Linked DNA regions of Mus musculus: region 1 is linked to region 2. The links are chromatin contacts, called in public promoter capture Hi-C maps. All regions are on one chromosome and are shown on one strand. Each heading gives the region's core, a stretch centred on a gene start, on an enhancer-like site or on the middle of the called end of the contact. The rest is flanking DNA. Distances are from core to core; before and after follow the strand shown.

Evidence for each region. Promoter capture Hi-C pulls out the DNA fragments that hold promoters and counts their contacts.
Region 1: a promoter capture Hi-C map of hippocampal neurons shows a contact between it and region 2, with 4 times the contacts expected there. The contact joins the enhancer-like site here to the promoter of Sostdc1 in region 2. A contact is called at or near these places in 8 of 39 promoter capture datasets (the 3T3-L1 cell line, cranial neural crest, frontonasal cranial neural crest and 3 more).

What each region holds. Positions count from the first base shown.
Region 1 is chr12:37,440,445-37,446,277 of GRCm38.p6, reverse strand. All of the region lies in intron 12 of Agmo (alkylglycerol monooxygenase), which reads right to left. Among named protein-coding and RNA genes, the nearest start is that of Gm34408, 32 kb to the left of the region's middle. Within about 2 kb of position 3,622, at least 6 of the 459 cell types and tissues checked have an H3K27ac peak or open chromatin away from gene starts, as enhancers often do.
Region 2 is chr12:36,310,084-36,316,058 of GRCm38.p6, reverse strand. It overlaps Sostdc1 (sclerostin domain containing 1), which reads right to left and starts at 1,890. Exons shown (of 2, transcript NM_025312.3): 1 at 1,561-1,890. The coding sequence starts at 1,765.

The DNA.
Region 1 (5,833 bases), core at 2,373-4,872, 1.1 Mb before region 2:
CTTATATTTCACATTTAATAACAGATTGTTACTAATTCAAGTAAGCAAAATAAGTTTGCAGGAAACAAATTACTGCGTAAAGGAGAAAAGTTCCTACAGTCTAATGGGATTTCAATTACACTGTCTCCCTTGATGTTACAAAAGCAAAAGCAAGGGCCGCAAACACCTAAGCCTTCCTCTTATCTTTCATATGTAAATAATTATCAGCAAGTGACATTTCAAACCACAAGAGAGGTAGTTAAAGGAATTAAAGAAGAATGAGCACAGCTAATTTGAAGCTACTAGCATCATTTGGAAATGACAATTTTAAATCATTTTGAAATCTTTAACAATTATAGAAAATGGTCAAAAACCAAACATTTACACAGTTACTGAGTCACTTTTAAGGAATATTCACATGTTCTCTTACTTACTTATAATTACCATGAAGTGTTTTCAAATAGTCATATCTTTGTAGTGTTAAGAAATCATCACCTCATTCTATTCTTTTATGATTATCAAGTGACTGAACCCTGGGTCATTAGAAACTTAACAATCTGTCGCAACTTCAATGTCTTGCTTTCCCCCAGGGCAAAGGATTATTCCTCCATCATAATACGTTAGTTAATACCAAAGGCTTTGCCCCACTTCAAAGCAGAGATATTAAAGGCTCACTTTCCACTACAAGGCAGGTGTATTTTTATTAGCATTCTCTTTCAAAATTGCTATGACTTCACTCGCAGATATCCCGCCAACAACCATTATTGAAAGCTGTAATATAATTGCTAAGTTACGTGCAGTGTCTGAAGCTAAAACACAATGTCACGCGCAGCCTCAACGATTGTCTAAAACCAAGTGTTCCATCATTAAAGCTGAATTACAACACACAGTGCTGTTTGTCCCATGTGCTACGTTTGAAACAATAGGAGTGCAAAACCGGCCTATAAATTCACAGAATCTCCTATTTATTCAAATTTGTGAAAAGTAAGAGAAGACATGTACCAGAATTAAATCTCTGTTTAGATTGAAGTGGCGGAAGAGATGCTAGATTCTTGCTGTAATTCTGAACAGGCAGCCACATCTTCCTATCACTTTGGAAGGCATTTCCTTCTGTGACTGCTCAGATTAGCAGAAATCAACAAATACAAAGTGTTCTGGTTTTACGACTTGTCTTGTGTTGAAGTGATGACCCAGATTTTTAGTGAGTTCAGATTGGATTTCTTGTCTTTGACAGAACGGCATGTGGAGTCTATGCCCTCAGACACTGTTAAGGTTTAGGAAGACTGTTTGGGAAATGCATGAAAATATAATAAGATACTCATTCATGGTGATCAAAGGACATATTGGTTGCACATTTGTTCTACTCCCCACTTCTCCTAATGAGGTTCCACTCATTTTGTTATTTAGTGATCTAAGTGGAAATGTTCCTTCTGTCATAGTGGTATGCAAAGCTATTATAATTACTTTTTTAGAAAGGTCGACAACTTTTTTATTTGGCTTCAGTGATTTTACAGTGCCTAGATTCCACCGGAAAATATTTAGTCACTCGCTTACTTGGACAGAAATCCATCACCTGGAATAGAAATCATGGTGAGTGTGCCAGCATCTTTGTGCAGACAGCCCTGAAAATATATACTAGGAAAAGGCTTTGCCAAACGACTTGTGTCTAGCCAGCACTACCTTTGAAATATTCACTGCATAGCAGTTAATGTTAAGATTTATTATAGCATGTGTAAATATATTTTTGCATGTGTAGCTACAATTTAGATAATACAGTCAGTAGCAATGTACTATAGATGCATGACCTGTCTTCATTTGTGGTTCTGCTATACAGCCATAATATTATGATTTCTTACCAAAAATGAGTAGTTATCTTTAAGTTATTTTAAACAGATCAAAATTTCTAAACGCATAAAATAATTTTACAAATCCTTAGAGAAATTAGTGTAATATTTACATATGTATCCACATGTAAAACTATATAACATATAATGTAATAAATGGGAGACTAGGGAACTTTGATAAATAGACAATAATAGACAATAATCTTAATGTTGTTGTCTGCTTCGGGAAGCTAAATTAACTACTATTCTACTTATTTTAAATGTTCCTTGCATTCATGCACAAGTAGTCAATTCACAAGTAGAAAAAAGTTTCACAGAGCACTCTTGACGATATTCACACTTTCAACTCCATGGTACAAATTATGACAGCAAAAGGAATTTATCAAACTCAACCAGGGCTGGCAGGCTATGTTCTCACCACAGATATATGTCCACCCAGTTCTTTTCTTTATTTAGAAATTCTCAGTGCCAACCAAATCAAGACAGCCATGCTATTTTAAGGTTTATTTGTTTTCTTTAAATTTGGCGGACACTGTTCTTTCCTATAAAATCGGTTGACTCAATACGGAAAAAAAACATACACCATTAACTTTCAACATACCCACGTGTTATTCCTTAACTTGGAATCCTCAAACCAGTCCTAATGATTCATGTAGAAAGATGGATGGCAAATAAAAATATTCATGAAATTGTACCCCAAGCTAATTACTTAGGAGTAATTCAGTGTTCATTTAAATATGTGATGTTATCTAGATCAGTGGCATTCTCGAATATCAGGGTATGGACTGTGATTCATATCAAGTATTTGTATTTTTGATTCTAGGTGTACTTTGATACACACATTAAGTCGCTGAGTAAACTGTGCTACTTTCAATTTATCTATTACTTTTAAGTACTAGATTTTAAAATGTATATGATTTTTAAAAATTTTATTAGATAATTGTTTATCAGATCCTGTACATATTTCAACAAATTAAGATGACATAGATTTTATTTGCATCTTTGACTATAGAGTAAGATTTCCAAACTATAGAAACAGAACCATTTGACACCTGGTTCTTTAAAGTTCATGAACTTCAACATCTAAAAACATGTGTGGGATTGTCAAACATTCCGGTGCCCTCCCCGGGGGGACCCAAACATATGTAGCTGCGTATATCATGGTGTCATATGCCAACAAGTCTCCTTGAAAGAAAATTACTGTGTCCTTTTATTGGGCCTTCAAAATATCACTTCACTAAATCTGTGGGATGTGGAACCAGGGCTACTCAAAGAGGAAGTTTAACCATGGACTTTTTGATGTTTGTGTCAAACATGTTCACTCTTTCCAAATACTTCCTTCTCAAAACAAATGGAGCCAAATAATAATGCTGAAAGTATGCAAGAGAGGAGACCTTAGGCCAAAAGTTGCATTTCCATAGAGCATATTTCACAAGTTATATAACTTATAATCTCAATCAGGGTAGGCAGACATAAGAGAATGGCGTAGACATCAAGAGGTGACTGCTTATGAAACAGGGATGTCTGGTGGCCTAGAAGAGCTTAAGGAGACACTGGATGAAATCCACTCGCTCAGCCAGTCTTCTCCGCCTCATACAGGATCTTCCCAGCTGAGCCAGAGAGTTTGGAAAAAGGAGAGTAGTGGAAAGGCTGATTAAAGCCACTACTACCTGCAACACATGTGCAAAGTTTCCCCAGAGAATAGCTTTTATGCTTTTGCAAGGGGGATGGGAGAGGCAATTACAACCTGCCTGCTCAAAAGCTTAATGCTTGATAGCCATAAGTTTTCAAAAAGCCACCAGCTGCAGCAACAGGAGCCACTGCAACAGCAGCAGCAGCCCAAAGGGGCAAAATCTCTTTAACAGTCTTGTCCACCTGCCTTTGAGTGCATCATGTCAGAGGCAGCAGAGTCATGCCAGCTGTTTCTCACATCTACCACATTGGTAACCCTATGGACCATGGGCAGATAAATCAAGCCACCAGAGCAACACCTTTGCAACTTCGAATTGCAAGAGGAAGCTTCTTTCTAGTGGATTCTCAGTCCTGAAAATTAGCTGTATAGGGCAATTCAAGAGTCTGAGGCATTATAAGGCATTATAGAGGATCTGTGGTTATAATTAAGCAGTGACTTGGTTTGGTCGAATGGACTATTTTGGGGGTAAATTTTAAATTAAAAAGACTGCTTTTTGAAGTGCTTTAGAAATACTTTCGTGTCTATAGAGGGAGGTTTATTTTATTTTTATTTTATTTTTGTTACCATTTGGAGATGGTTTATGATAGCAAGTTTACATTTCCCTAGTGATCTTTACTACCGAGGTAAAACACACATGTAATAAAATTAATCATTTTCAACATACAACTGTGTGACTTTTCTACATTAATGTTTTATGAACTCTACCAAGTTCTCAGGCATCTTAATCACATTAAAATGAAAAGGTAACTTTCTACACATGTCTCTGATTGACAAATACTGAACAAGATAGTGAGTGAGTTGATGTAAACATAGGTGAGCATTGGCCTCTATGGCTTCTGTCTGTAGGAGGGCTTCAACACAGGAATCCAGATAGGTTTATGCTTGTCATATCTTGGGCACAGTTTAAAGTAAATTAGGAAAATATAGATATACTTCCTAAAGATATGTCTGTGGGAGGTGGGATGGGGTGAGAGGCAGGGGAAGGTTGAAAGGGAGAGAGTAAAATTACTTGTATTTGCTTCCAAATTTGGGATTCCAGTTCTCCCACTCCTCTGAACTGTTGCATTTCTCAGCCTGTTTGCCCTCTCTGGGAAAGGACAGTAATCCTAAGCATTTCCACGTGTTCTTCCATTTATATGCTTCACTCATCCAAACAAAACCTGCACAGCACCTCTCTTACACTCCGCCCCAGAATATACAGGTCTACCTCCAAGAATATGGAGGAGCAGAGGGCTGATGGATGAGCTGTGGTTTCAGGACTGCAGCATGTGTCATCAGCTGCCTCAATATCACAGTCTTCTGGAGAGAATGTCTGTAGACCCCAAATGTGGGAATGATCACTCCCTGACAGGTGTGTAGTTTTGTATTTTTTGTAAGAAAATATCAGAATTAATAAACTTGAAGGTAGAAAGGATTGATTGAGCTTGATCTGCATTTTAAACATGTTCTTTCCGTCATTAATAGGTTCTGTTGTTTGGGAATGTGTGGCAAACTAGAGCACCAGATGGGGAGCTCAGGGAGAATCAAAGATGTTTACTGTGGGGAAGCCAGTGAGCAAAAGAGAGGAGGAGGTAGGGGTTTGCATTATTCCCTTCAAGAGCATGTCCCCAACATGGACTTCTCCTATTTGACCTCTTTGATACCATTTCCTAATTGCATCACAACTTACGGAACAAATCTTTAACATAGGGCCCATTGACACATTTCAAATTCAAATCAGTACAACTGTAGGGACCACTCTGAAGGGCTGAAGAAACGTTCTCTCCAACAGAGTACTTTTTAGTCATGAGATGTGTTGCCTGAATTGTTGAATGGCTCCAGTAGGCTACCCATAAACAAATTAATGACACTAATGGTAATGAACTGGAATGCATCACTTTTTGTTTAAAAGCCAATGCTTTTAAAATTCTAGTGAAGATTATTACTCTTTATTTCTAAGGAAAGATTTTAGGCAAAAAAATTTCTCAGAAGTTCTTTATTTCAATATCCCTAAATTCCAACAAGTGATTTAGCAATAATGTAGACATTTTTAAAGAGTCTACATTTTTAAATGTACTTTTAAATAAGCAATATTCTTAAACCATTATCAATGGAAGTACCATAGAAGTTGCTACATACAAAAATTACTGATACTGACCTCATGGAAAATATCTAAATTTGTAGATTTAAATTACAGGACAACAAAGAGAATGTGTCCAACGTGCACATAAATGGATACAAATGTCATGAAAGCCCAGTAGTTAAGACTTTAGGTCTTAGCAGGGCAATGGTGACTCACGCCTTTAATCCTAACATTCAGGAGGCAGAGGGAGACAGA
Region 2 (5,975 bases), core at 641-3,140:
TGTTACTTTGATAACTAAATCCTTTGTTATCTAAATGAGAACTGTTTTTGACACACTTGAAAAGAAATCAAGGCTTATTAACCAAGAAAGAGAGGGCAAGGCTTAACAACATAGGCAGATGGTGTGTCCAAGCCAAAACTAATAAAACCTGTTGAAATTGTTCTTCTGATGCCTGAGAATTATCTCAAAGTGGACAGTGGGTCAGAAGTTTTGCTCCAATTCTGTACCCTGAACATCTACTTTAAGGCTCATAGACTAAAGGAAGTGTGCAGCATATGCCTGCATATGTATGTACATACGGAGCTAAAGTTAGAGACGGAGATGAAAGGGTTAACGGTTTGGCTGGACAATGTGCTAGGCTTGCCTGCTTTTGATTCCAGCTCACCTTCCTACAGCTGCCTTAGGAATGTACCTGGAAACAGCCAGCAATAATTTTGACTCTCCTGGCTTTTTGTTCCTCATGTATAAGGTTGGGCATTGTTGTGGTGACATTTCTCACATTGACAATGAACACCCACCACACTTTTCAGTAACCTGGTACTGCTCAGACAGACACTTCCTATGCTCTGAAATTAACTACATGCAAGGAAAACACTTCAGTTTTCTTAGTGGGATATGACCAGTCATATACGGTATGACTTTTCAAAGGTCAAAACGCTTTTACACAGTTGGATGGAGTTTAAGGTGGAGGGGCAGAGATTTGTGTAAGGTTTCCTGTACACTGTTTCTCTGCCTTTCTTCACATTCCTTACTAACAGAAATCTTTTAAAGGAAGAGAATAGAGCAAAAGTTAGAGGAAGAAATTTGAACCCCTCTAACTAGTAGTCACTTGACGTGTATGTCAATTAAGCAAACAGAAAAGGGTAAAGAAATACTCCCTGTGCCAAACATTAGCATCCTATTATGTAAAATCTCCTGTTACAAATATATACCCAGTCTTTCACAGAAACATACAATTGTCTCAATTTGACCTGTTGAATAAAGAACAATTTGGAAAACCATGATGCTCCAACGTTTTGTAGTATAGACCCGTTTAACAGTGGACATCAAGTCTTTACACCTCTCCAAACTAGACATATTTTAGACATCTGTGTGAGCAATTCCATATTTCCTGAAAGCTTCCTTTCATCCATTGTGATTCCCTATACATAGTTCCGGTTAGTTACCTTTAGACACTTCACCAGATTCCTGCACGATCTGAAATTAGCAAAGTGTAAGACGCCATGAACTTAAACTGCACACAGAACCACACTTTAAAGAAGTCTCCCTTTTGCAGAGTTTTTAAAAAGCAGCAGTTCAATACCTCGATGCATTTTTCTGTGGGCACTGGATAAACCATGTCTCTGCTTGCATTATCAAGCCACCGGCTTAATTTGTATTAACTCTAAAATCACTACCCAGGAAAGAACGCCAGCCTACACATGCACCAGATTGCTCCCAGATTGTTTTTGCAAAAGCGTAGATGGTTCACGTTAGTTTACAGCAAAAGCATTCTACAGGAGTGGGAGCTGATGCTCCCCAAAAGGAAAAAAAAAATCTGTACAAGTAAAACACACTTACTGTTTCGATCCAGTCCAGTGCTACTGAAATGCCTGCCTCCATTCCTGGCTTGATTCAGGGTGCTGTTGCTGCTGGGGTGTGCCGGGACAGGTTTAACCACATGTGAATAAAGGATTTCTGTGGCATCATTTTTAAAAGCCAAACAGTTTCTCATCAGGATGCAGAGCAGGGGAATGAGAGAGAGATGAATGGCAGGAGGAAGCATGATGAGTGGAGGATTTGCTGGGCTGAGGAGCCGCTAATTCTTTCCCCCTTGCTTCTGCACTGTGGACTGTGGAATCCCTTCCCAAGGTTCCCTTTATATAGCCAGAGGCTTGGCGTTCATTCAGGTGTAAAGTTGTGTAGGGCTTCGGAGTGAAAACACAGAGAAGGGGTGGGATCCCTACTTGACCCTGCAAAAGAATTTTACCAATGGAGAAGACGGGCTGCAGAAGAGGAGGGGCTTGCTACACAAATTGCCTGCGATTTCAGAGTTGGGCTTTACTGGTCTACGAGCTGAAGCAGGCAAGGCACAGCCCTGTCACAACTGCTACCACTTGCTCCTCAGCCAGGTCCTCTCCGGAGCCTAGGTTCATGGTCAAGTTTAATGGAAGGAAAAGTAGGTTGCTGTTCACATAAAGAGACAGAGTTTATTTTATTTTTCACACTTTTGTTCTCTATTCCCCTCAGATTAAAGAAAATTTGGGGCCTGAAGGGGCTTCTTCCCCAAAAGTTAGAAGAAGCCATATGAGTTTTTGAGTAGTGTCAGACTTGAGTAAAAGATCTATTTAGTTAAATATGTTTTGTCTCTTAAGAAGAAAACCTTTTTCCCCTCTCTTTTCTCATAAAGAGGAAGACACAGAGCTAAAACCTGCCCTCTGGACACACTTAAGTAATGCTGCTTTGATCTGCAGGAGCAACTGTCCTGCTAGGTAAATTACTGCCAGCGGTCCTGGTACTGCCAGCGGTCCTGAGTGTGTGTGTTGGGGGGTTGGGGGGTGTAATGAGCAGAACTCTGTCTGAATTAAATTAACTCATATCAGTTTTCATCTTAAAATATGTCAGCAAGGTTTAGCATTCTGCATGTCTCTTGCCCAAAAGAAAACCATTTTCTATTTATTACCCTTTACCAATTCAAAATATTTCTAGATTGTTCATATACTGCAGGTCCTGAGTTATATTTGTATTTGTCAAACATTGGTTTTGGTAACTTCCTTTGAGTCTGCTGCCTAAGTAAGTGCTGTCACCGTCTGGGCTGCTTTATTTCCATCTGACAGAGCTACTCCATGGGTTCTTTAACTCTGAAAACAAAGGGTCTAGCAGTATGAGTCAGCATGGAAGGGCACCTGCAGCCAAGCTTGGCAATCCTGAGTTCAGCATCGGAACCCACATAACAGAAGGAGAGTGGCCTCTGGGACTTTGTCCTCTAGCCCTCACATGTGTGCTGTGGCATGAGTATAGAAGCCTAAGATAAAGAAATGATTTTAAAAGAAAAGCAGGTTTCATCGGATCTATTAAGCATCTTGACTGGGACAACTTTCAAATTGCCTGTTCAATGATAAATCCAATTTTAATGGTCAGTGTGGCTGTTAGAAAAATGTCTTAGTATTTTGTATCTCTCTCCTTTATAAGTTCTTGTCCATTATAACTGCTATCCACCACCACCTCTCCTTCCTTCTTCCTTAACTGTACATATCAACAGTGGCACCTACTGACATTTTGGAACCAGCAGTTCCTTATTATATAGGCACTTCTATGCATCTTTACTACTGTCCTTGGCTTCTACCCAGTAGCTGTCTGCTGTAAGGAAAAATTCTGCTACTGCCAAATTTCTCCCGGCGTGTCAAAACCGTCCCTGATTAAGAACTAACAATGTTCTGCTTATTATTATAAAAAGAAAGTAAGCATACGAATAGAAGACTAGAATAGAAGACTAAGCATTAAATAAGAAGTGTTCTCTTTTTTCCCAGGGTACTTTGATTTTATTTTAGAAAGTATGACTGCTTATCCTTTAGAGATATAAAATATCCATGGGTTAAAACAAGATGGTGTCGGGAATAGGTGTCAAGATAATACAGTGGGGGGTAGTTAGGATTGTGGTGTTGTAAACTCACATGGGTTGAGGGCTGGCAGAGCATGATATATTCTGTTTACTCTTACATATCTTAAAAATTCTACAAAATAAAAAATTGAAAATCAGAGCCAAAGAATCAATGTTATGTATCACCAGTAGGTGGATTTCTTATTGTTGTATATGATAATTTATTACTTTAAGATCCTTCCTGGAACATGATAAATTAGATTATTTTGTAGGCTATATGTCAAGCATCCTTCCAAAATGGCATGAAGAATTCTTGTCCTGCATTAAGCGACTTCATGTTAATTGTACAATGTTCTTATCAGCAGCTAATCCAATGCCTATAGGAAGCAGGAGTCAAAATAATCAAATCCTTGTCCAATGCATTCTTTTTGTGTAGCAGAAGCAGGACATATTTTAGTTTGAATTTAATTATTAGGATGGGCTACATATTGAACAAATTAATATAGATTGTTAAATCTGCGTAACTTTTGTGTTCTGTGTTCCGTTTAGGAAGCAGCCAGATGAGGAGGGGAGGTAATGTGGATGCATATACCTACCACGGCATGAAGGGTTCGTCTAGGAAACTTCTCTGGTGAAACAGAAACAATCACAAACTTAATGTTTAGTGGGTATCTAATAATCCAAGTAGTACACTTTATTAAGAATCATTAGAGTCAACTCTTACACTGGCAGAATTATAGATGTAGACTTTAAATATCACCGTTGACTCTTTCTCATGCTCAGGTCTTCCCACCATATGTTCTCCTCTTTCTGTGGCATACTTACTCCCTCTTATTCCTTGATTAATACCTATTTTCCTTCAAGTCCATGTTGGATAGTACTAGGACTCATTCTCTTGACCTCTGTCCTTCATATCTGGGTCCAGCCCTCACACCTGGGGCTCCAGAACAGCAGGTTGGCCAGACTTATAAATGAGAAATCTTTTTTTTTAATTTCATTAACATTATATTGGAAGAAATCAGATGTTTCAACTATAAGAAAACCCTCAAACATGTCAAAAGATTGGTCAGTGCTGGTAGTAGCCAATATGGAACAAGATACATTTTTTCCCCCATGGTATTCACACCCTTGTGTCAGTCTTCCTTTCCTGACTGTGGGATGAATCTACTGGCTACTTTTCAATGAATGTGATATGCTGACATAATGAGATATGACTGCAAAGGTTAGCTTTCCACAGATGGTGACTACTGTCTTCCTCTGACTCTCTCGCATCCTTGCACCTTGCACTAATAGAAGCCACCTATCATGTGAGTTCCCAGACTGCAGCTTAGGGACTGAGACGCTCAGACAAATAGTCTAGAATTCTCAGTTACCACACAGATGCATTTGGAAGCAACTCCTTACAGTCATTCCTTTAGATGAGGTTGCAGCCCTGGACCATTCCCCAAATGCAGCCTAGTAAACAATTCTGAACCAACAACATCCTCAGTGTTAAGACACATTTATTGTTTTAACTAATTGGGCATGGGCAGATCTGTATAATATTTTGTATAGAAACAATGATGTGGTCAGTAAGTCACTTTCATACCAGGGCCATGGCACTGTCACAGACTGAACCATGAAACTTGGTGAATGCAATCAGTAGGTTAAGCTTTGGGGCCTGCTTTCTACCTCAAAGATCAGTCGTCAATATTATTCAACTGGTCATACCGAAATAATGGCATTAGAGTTTCTGCTATTGATCTAACAGGCAAAATGTGTCGCATTAATTTCCATGTTCTAATACAATTGTCCACCATGTGATTCTTGGAACTGCAATCAGAGAATCTGATTTTTTAATATATCCTTGGAGATCACAGTCACTGTCATGTTCCACTCTAGAGCTAGGTAATACTTCATTCCATAAAATAGACTAATTTCCTGCACTTGAGTCTTAGTGCTGCCATTGACAGTGTTTACGAACTTGGACATATTATCTTTTTGAAAAGTCTCTATCAATGTCCCCCATCTGTAAACATTGCCGGGCTGACTGACTTACCACAGAAAGAAATGGGCTAAATCCCCATCTAAAATGCAATGCAAAATCAATTAAGCACAGAAGAAATGTGGGGAAACTATCACTTGAGTATGATTCTAGAAGTAATATTTTTATTATAGCCTTCAAATTATAAACACGACTTAAAAACTGGAGAAGCCCTGAGTAAGGCCAGGTTTACCCAGTGTATGGCACAAATGGAAGGCTAGGAGAGTGGAGGTTGTCTGCTCCAATGACATAAGTAAATGGAGCCTGAGCACTATTTTTTTCTCAACTTTGACAAAGGAAGAATTGAGATAAATACATACAGAAATATTCATTGTGGTCAAGTATTATCTACATCTGTGATTTCATGGTCTT